Regions from separate parts of the Macaca fascicularis genome. Here region 2 is linked to region 1. The links are chromatin contacts, called in public Hi-C maps. All regions are on one chromosome and are shown on one strand. Each heading gives the region's core, a stretch centred on a gene start, on an enhancer-like site or on the middle of the called end of the contact. The rest is flanking DNA. Distances are from core to core; before and after follow the strand shown.

Evidence for each region. A called contact is a pair of places that touch in the nucleus more often than the background predicts.
Region 2: a Hi-C map of liver shows a contact between it and region 1, with 3 times the contacts expected there. The contact joins the promoter of LOC135971916 here to the enhancer-like site in region 1. A contact is called at or near these places in 2 of 2 Hi-C or Micro-C datasets (liver and skeletal muscle).

What each region holds. Positions count from the first base shown.
Region 1 is chr7:77,558,704-77,562,888 of T2T-MFA8v1.1, forward strand. No RefSeq gene overlaps it. Among named protein-coding and RNA genes, the nearest start is that of CHD2, 89 kb to the right of the region's middle. Within about 2 kb of position 2,263, at least 2 of the 6 cell types and tissues checked have an H3K27ac peak or open chromatin away from gene starts, as enhancers often do. A contact at or near this core is called in liver, where this site is marked.
Region 2 is chr7:77,630,333-77,634,517 of T2T-MFA8v1.1, forward strand. It overlaps LOC135971916, which reads left to right and starts at 2,146. Exons shown (of 6, transcript XM_065548486.1): 1 at 2,146-2,755; 2 at 3,154-3,347. The coding sequence starts at 2,173. The coding sequence ends at 3,242.

The DNA.
Region 1 (4,185 bases), core at 1,013-3,512:
AACCTCTGCCTGCCGCCTTCAAGTGGTTCTCCTGCCCCAGCCTCCCGAGTAGCTGAGACTACAGGCGTGCGCAACCATGCAAGGCTAATTTTTATTTATTTATTTATTTATTTATTTATTTATTTCTCTTTTTAATAGAGACGGGGTTTCACTTAGCCAGGCTGGTCTCAAACTCCGCCCTCTGGCAATCCGCCTGCCTCGGCCTTCCAAAGTGCTGGCAGCCACAGTGCCCAGCCCTTACAGGCGTGAGCCACCACACCCGGACTTTAGGGCATATTTTAAAAATAGAGATAGGGATCTACGTTGCCCAGGTTGGTCTTGATCAAACTCCTGAACTCAAGCGATCCTCCCACTTCCGCCTCTCAAAGTGCTGGGATTACAGGCTTGAGCGACTACCCTTAGCCTCAGCGTACTTTTCAACTATTCAGTTTTACTTGGAACAAGTAATAGATTCACATGGTCCAAATTCATAAGTTACTTTTTTTTTTTTTTTTGAGACAGAGTCTCGCTCTGTCTCCCAGGCGGGAGTGCAGTGGTGCCATCCCGGCTCACTGCAACCTCCGCCTCCCGGGTTCAAGCGATTCTCTTGCCTCAGCCTCCTGAGTTGCTGGGACTACAGGCACGTGCCAGCACGCCCAGCTAATTTTTGTATATTTAGTAGAGACAGGAGTTCACCATGTTGGCCAGGATGGTCTCGATCTCTTGATCTCGTGATCCGCCTGCCTTGGCCTCCCAAAGTGCTGGAATTCCAAGCGTGAGCCACCGCGCCAGGCGGTAAATTACTAAATCTTACAAAAAAAAAAAAAATTCCCAACTCAGTCACCCTAGCAACCTATATCCTCCTCTTGCTGGAGGTAAAACTGTGTTAACACCTTGATATTCTTCCAGAGATATTTTATGCATACACGGTGCAAGCAAATGGCACATACCATCATTTTACATAAATATTGGCACTCTAAATTCATGAAAAGTTTGAGCTACGGTTTCTTCTATAAAAGAGTGGTCGGGAGGATTACATCACAGAATTATGCAAAATGCCATGGAATCAGCACTCATTAAGGGCAAGTCTCCCTTTCTTCACCCTGAAAAGGGCTGTGAGGGAAAGCGTTTTCAGGGTGCCTCGGAATCACCTTGCTGCCTGGTAATCACAGCCTGTCGGGCCCCATCCACCACCGTCCTCAGCGTTTCCCATTTAGAAGGTCCGGGATAGACGCCTAACAGTGACATTTCCAACAAGCTCCCTGACATTGGAGATGCTACTGTTGGAGGGCCGAGAACCTCAATGTCTACAGTAGAAACTTAGGTGCCCTTGATTCCAACCAAGCTCTACCCCATGAGCGAATTACTCCCTCTGAGCACCAGTGTGAGTAGAAACAGCTTCTATGTCAAAGTCTGCGTGAGTAGAAACAGCTTCTATGTCAAAGGCTGCTACGAGGATTACCTAAAATAACCCACGCCTTGCTCAAGGCAAACGTTCAAGAAACCAGAATTGGTTTGGAGATGAAATGGGAGACACAAGAGCAGCTCCAAGGGGAAAGGAACGTCCAGAAAACCAAGAAATAGTACTAGCAAAGGGTGCTGACCAGGTCCCTGGAGCTGCACCCCGGCCCCATGCGCCTCCCCATCTCCCCCGGCCGCACCGTGCCCTCCCCGCCCCCAGCACCACCCCGCGCTGCCTGGGAAACGCCCTGGCTTGGCGGGGCTTGGGGCTCCGGGCAGAAGGGAGGTCTGAAAACCAAGGTTGGGGCCTCCTGTGTGAAAGTCTGGAAGCACCAAGCACCGCATACCAAAACACCTCCAGACAACCGTATGGCGTTCTTTTTAAATTAAGTTGTTCCGGGGCGGTGGCTCACGCCTGTAATCCCACCAGGTTGGGAGGCTGAGGCGGGCGGAATCCTTGAGCATGGGATCTCGAGGCTGCAGAAAGCTGTGGTCCGGCTACTGCACTCCAGTCTGGGGGACTGAGTAAGCCCGTCTCAAAAATATAAGACAAAATGCAAAATTAATAATTAAATGTGTGTAAAGATGTAGATGACCCTCTAGCCCTCGATGAACCAGACTAAAAACGCTCCCACACTAAAGGTGGTGCCCGGAGCGGCCCCGCCCTCGGAGCACGCTTCTGCGCCAAGGCTGGCAGCGGAGAGCGGACGTGCTGTGGGCAGGGAATGAAATGGCGGAGAAAGGCGGGGCAGGGTGCGGCCGGAGCCCCGAGGCCATCCACCAGGGGGCAGCCGCGCGTCTGCGTCCCGCGGGCGGCTGGAACCAGCCCTGCCGGAAGTTGGGGCGGTGCCTTCGCTTCCGCAGCGCCGTGCCACGTGGCCGGTCAGGAAGGATCGGGGAAAACAACAAGATGGCGGCGGCCGGGGGGCGGGGTCAGCCTGGCGTCCCTGAGGCTGCGAGCCCCTTAAAGGCCCGCGTTCGAGGGATCCGGAGAGATAAATTAAGTGGTTTTGCTTAGCCTTGGGCCGTTCGACTAAATATGGGCTCGCGCGGGGACAACTGCGCCAAGCGGACGCGCCCTCCGCCTGGTCGGAGTTCATAGACCCAGGCCCTGCGGGGGGTCCCACGGCGCAGTCCCGCAAAGCTGCCAGCGTGCTTCCCAGTCGGCGCCCGTTTCTTTTGTCCCAGCGTTTGCTGCTCCCTGCAAACGAGGAGAACAGAAAACTCTTCCTCGGGGCGTTTTCTTCCTGAGCGAGAGATTAGGTTGCTGCAAATCCAACGACGCGAGTCCTCTTGGATCGAATTAATGCATTGGCTCTTCCCTTTGCAACAGCTTTGATGACCGTTTCCCGCCTTTGTGCAAAGCATTAAAACAAACCCTTCCTACCTTCCTCCAAACGAAGGAGAAAAATCTCTATCTGGGTTTTAAAGTAGCTTCCCCGCCCCGTTCAAATGTTGGAATTTTGTTGTTGTTGTTTTGTTTTTGACCGTAGACGGGAGCTGCCCTAGGACCTTGAATATGTGGTAAAGTCTGAAATTCTGTTAATTTATATCAGCCACCTTGGACACCTTTTCAGGAAATAAAAATGTAGACATCGGTCGCTGTGTATTATAAAATGCAAGAAATAAAGCACAATGGTCAAGTGCTCAAGGCCCACAGCTTCCCCTTCATGTCGTTGAATCTAGTGCTGAAAGACCAAGCCTTTCACGCTCTGCCGGGGCAGTTGCCCCAGAGTCCGTTTTCATTTCTCACCACTGTTTTTATTTTACGTGAGTTTGAGATGCAAACGAGCCAGTGTGGGTAAAAATAGTTAACCCCAGCTACTCAGAGTGTGATGGTATATTTAGAATAAAGGAGACATTTGTCCTTGGTTTTATTTATAAATGTGTCATCTTACATTTAGGATTCGGATTCTCTCATGCTCGCTAAGTAAATTGTGAGGCCATTGGCATGTCTCTGAAATATGACCTTTTTCTTCCTTTTTTAAAACAATAATACTTGCCTCCCAAAGGTTTGGGAGGTTAATGTAAAAAAAAAAAAAAAAAGCCTGAATGTAATAAGGCTTCCAATCGAGGGCACACGACAGTGACAGCTGGGGAAAAGACATTATTTTCTTTATGAAGAGATCCCTTATGGTTTCTTCAGGCTGGTAGGGATTTTTAACACTTGTGCTGTGATCAAAACTGTATTACTATTGATAGTATAATGTGAAGGGGGGCGGCGGAGGGCGTGGTCAAGTCTTCTATTATAAGGCTTAAGGGTGGATTTTTGACCCAATCAGAGATTTAAGAGAATTTTTCTTTAGCCACTCCTTTGTGTATCCATGCCCTCTGAGGCTTCACTTCAGACTCTTACATCGTTTGGCAAAGAAGCGGTGGACAGAGTTTCTAAAGAATCCTTTAACCTAGAAAGGTCAGGAACCCTCCTTCCCCTCAGTCTGAGAAAAGAATGCAGCTTTCCTACATAGCATTTCTTCCAAAGGACCCTGCCCCATTTGTGTCCATATATTTTGCAGTGACTACCTCCTTTTTTGTCTCCTTTTGTACGTACGGTTCAGATAAAATCTCGGACAACTTTTTCAGCAAATGCCACTGGCATACCGGAACACAAGCTTTAGAGTAGAGCCTCAGGTCTTAAGTTGTCTCCGGACTTTCATTAACACAGGCTTCCTGTTAAAAAAGAGAAAATGTATTTTAAATTTTAAAATACCTTATTCTAAGAACTTTAGTTAAAAAAAAAGAGAG
Region 2 (4,185 bases), core at 896-3,395, 72 kb after region 1:
AAACAAGAGAGCTGGAGGGCTCCCAGGTGGCTTTAGGAGATTGACAGCAATGGGGTGGGGCAAAGTCTGGGGATTCAATTAGACTGGATCTCATGTTTGATTCTAAAGGTAGAATACCTTCAATGAAGCATAGGAGGGAGGAGCTGGCAAATCTGGAGGATCCACACAACAAAAGATTCAAATAAACCTATTCAGCGAAGGGACAGTTTTTGAAAGAAAACTGGGAGAGGCAGAAGGGTCTGAAGGCAAATTATCTGGGCTAAAATACTTCTTAGTAGTGTGAACTCGGGCAAGTTAAACTCCTTGAGTCTCAGTTTCCTGATAGGGATAAGACACAGAGAGGAACGATAACTGTCTCTCATTGGAGTGTAGTATGATCAAGTTAATCACCAATGAGAGTTGAGAACAATGCCTGGCAACTAGTCAGCTAACTCAATGCTTTTCAGCCATGACTGTTTTAATAAAGGCCTGCTCAGGTCTGTTTCCCTGGCATAGACATACTCGGTGATGAATCTGGAAAGGCAGAATCAGAGAGGGATTTCAGGTCGTAATAAGAGGGGAAAAACGGAAGGAAAAGGGAGTGAACAACAGCACAGCAAAAACACACCAGAAGAATGAGAAAAAAGGATTCAGAATGGGGCTATTTCAGCAAAAACAGCCTTGTTGCAGGTCCATGGTGTTCAAAGCTACACTGTGTAAGGGAATGTCTCTTGGAAATTAAATGTCTCTTGGAGAAAATTTAATTTCGGTTGAAGAAGTATTTTGTGGGTGTGTGCGTGTGCCCACTTAGAGCTCAAAGTACATTGCCAAGGAGGGTGGCCAGGTTGCATACAAGGAAATCAAGATCTATAAAAAGTCAGGCAACTTGAGATCAAGTCCTAGCTCTGTCCTAAGTGGCTGATGCTACACTGAGCCAAATCAATCAACAACTGTGTCATTTAAAAAAGCGGCCAGACTATTTCCTAGGCTCTACATGTATGTAACATTTTCTGATGCTAACCCAGGGGCAGAGGCTCAAAAGAATTTAAGAGTTGTTTCCCTCACCCCTAAGCCCCTCCCCTCAAAAAAAATCCGTTAAAACTAAGCATCTGGTGTTCCTTTCATTTTCCCCAGGTCCCCTGCCAAAAGGAGCAAGATTTCTAAATACTGGCAACTGGAGAGAGCTACCTCTTTTATTTTTTCCCCATCCATTTCAGGAAAGTTTAGGTTTTCATTTTGTTCCTATGGTCTGCTTAGAGTTGTTTCCAGCTTAAAGTAGGAAGAAGTAATGAAAAAAGTGAGATTTGCCGAAAGGAAATGAAGCTTGTTTTGCCTGGTTCTCTGGAAGGAAGCTGAAAAGGTAGACCACGGTTTTTCAGGTTCAAACTGCTACTCTAACAAACATTGTCCTACAGGGTGGAATCCAGTTAACCGGTATTGAGATTCATTCGCTAAGGCCTCAGGACACTGGACATTCTTTTTAATTTAATTTTTATTTTTTGATTTCCATGGCGACAGCTCACAAGACACTAGACATTCTTTTAGGGTCTCAGGTAAATGGGCAACACGCAGTCTACAAATCCTCAAAATAAATCGCATCTCAATTCGGATACTGGGGCTAGGGAATGTGCTGGTGGTAAAACCATTGGTCCTGACTGTGTGACCTTCATGGGAGGCCTGGGTGCTTAGAACAAATATTTTGAGGATATGGCTGCTTGCCCAAGGGCTGTGGGCCTGCATCTTGTTTGCTCATCATCCTGTCAGTCATTTTTTTCTTTCCTTTTTTTAAAGACAAAATCTGAACTTAGAAACACCGAAGCCAGAGCTTTTTCTAGATGCGAAGCCACATTTTGTGCGACCCTGCACTAACGATTCTAGACTGGCCTAGACCATACCAAGTACCCTACAGCTAGCCTGGAGGGGTCCGCACTGCGGGGAGAAAAGCAACAGCTCAGCTCCAACCCCAAAGGTTCCATCACCAGCCAATCCTGGGCCGGAGCTTCTCAGGAAAACCAGAAACGCCTACGGGTAGTGAATGGCACTAAGGCCAGCCTATCCGCACGAAGGAGGCGGAAGGGGTGGGGTTGAAATTACCCAATAGGATGGAAGTAGTTGTTGTTGGGCGGGAGAAAGACGCCAACTAGCGTGCGTGAGGCCGCTCCCGATAGGGGATGCAGGAAGCTCCTGGAGCCAATGGCTGCGGCGGGCGGGCGGCGGCGCGCGTGCGCGCTGGGTCCCGGAGCTGCGGGCGGGAGGCGGGGACGGTGGGGGAGGGGAGCGGGCTGGAGCGCGGCGGAGCTCCTGCCGCCGCCGCAGCCGCTGCCGCCGCAGCGAAGAGGCCATGTTGTGTGGTGTGTGGGGCGGGGGGAGGAGGAGGAGGGAGTAAAGCCTAGAGAGGAGACGGGAGAGAGACACCACACACACGGCACAAGATGGCCGGAGAGGCAGCAGCACCCCGAGCTGTCAGGCGTTCCGCCGCGGCCGCGGGGCCCACCAGCCGGCGGGGAGCTACGCCCGGACGGCCCGCAGGCCCGTGGGAGTGGGGCGGCCGCGGCTGAGGCGAGGCGGGCCGCGCGCGTCGGCGTCAGAGCCCGCGGCAGAGGCTCCCAGGGCGGCCGGGCCCACGACGCCGAAAGCGCCGCTGCGGTTGCCGCCTCGGAGGCTTCCCCGGGCCCCGGCGGCTGGACCCGGCGCGGGCGGGAGGCTCGGGCGGGCGGTCCGGCCCGGGACTCGGACTTGGGCGACCAGGAGGTGCCGGCTGCCGCGCTCGGACCCGGTGAGTGGCTCCCCGGCTCCTTTTATTGTCCTTTGTCCTTGGGAGGAAAAGCAAAATGTCCTTGAGCGCGCGAGCAGGAGGGGGCGGCGGGCCAGGCCTCGCCGCTTGGCTCTTCTCGCACGGCCCCTCTGTGGTCGCGGGCCGGCTCTCCCCGGTGGGATGCGCCTCGGTGCCCTGGGCCCGAGTCGTGGGGTCCCGGGGTAGGGGGCACGCGGGGCCCCGCTGCAGACCCCGCGGGCGGCAGGTGGGCGGGGGGCGGCCTCGTCGCCGGGACTGGATCCGCCAGGAAAGGGGCGGCGGGTGACTGCCGGCGAGAGCCCGAAGGGGATCGGGCGTGGAGAGCCCCTTTCTGTCCTGGTGAGTTATTTTGATATTTAGGGTAAAAAAATCCCTTTCAGGTTCTCCAACGGAGGAGCTTTTTAACCTCTTTCCGGTGAGGTGGGAACTCATCTTCATGATCGAATTTAAAAGAACAATGGAACCCTGACTACGTTTCAACAAAAATAAAACTTGTTTTTTTCCCTCCTATTGGGTGTTGGCTTTTAACTCTTTCAAAGCCGATTTTGAAACGGCTGCAGTGATACATGCGAAGGTACTTGCTGCTTATTAAACCTTTATGACGTTAAGGTTGTCTTTGAAAAATGCAAGTTGGAGGAGTGCTGCTGGTATTTCAGAATTACGAAGACAAGTTTACTGTGTCGTCAAAGCTGTTTAATGGAAATAGATTTGATAATTACAGTGCTAGCTGATGACGTTTGGTTAATGTTTATTTTACCGAGTAATTACGCCAAGATCATTTGATCTCCTGATATTTAAATATTATTAAATACACTGTTTGGTACTTTTTGAAAAGGTCACAAGGCGCCGTTATCTGTAACTTCTCACACCTGAATGTTAGAACGTACTTGGGTCAATTCCTAGTCAAAAGTTCGTAATTTAATTTTTTTGAGAATGTATATTATCACAAGCCATGATCGAAAAACTTTCACAAAAGAACATTCTGACACCAAATCTCTTCCTGAAGTTACTTTCTCGTAATGTAAATATGAATAAAGTAGGACTGCTCTCGGTAATGGGCGATGAAGAGGAGCCATATTTGTTGCATTTGTTGCATGTATAAAAATCTAGATATGCTTAAAACGGAACAGTATTTTAAAAGTACAGGTTTCATAAAATTTAGTAGAGTTCTGTGTATAGTCTCGAATCTTAAAAAGATGTTTGAAGGGTAATTTTTAAGTAGTGGTTTGAAGAACAAACCAGAAGCGCACAAACCTTTGTGTATTTTAGAATATATTTGTCTTCATTCTGCGGAGCTCTTGTGTTGTAAAGGTGCAGAACTACGTAAAAATAGTGTTGGGCAGACTTACATAGTACATCTGAAATCAGATACTGGTTTATTCGACCATATTTCTAAGGGCATTTTTCCAGTA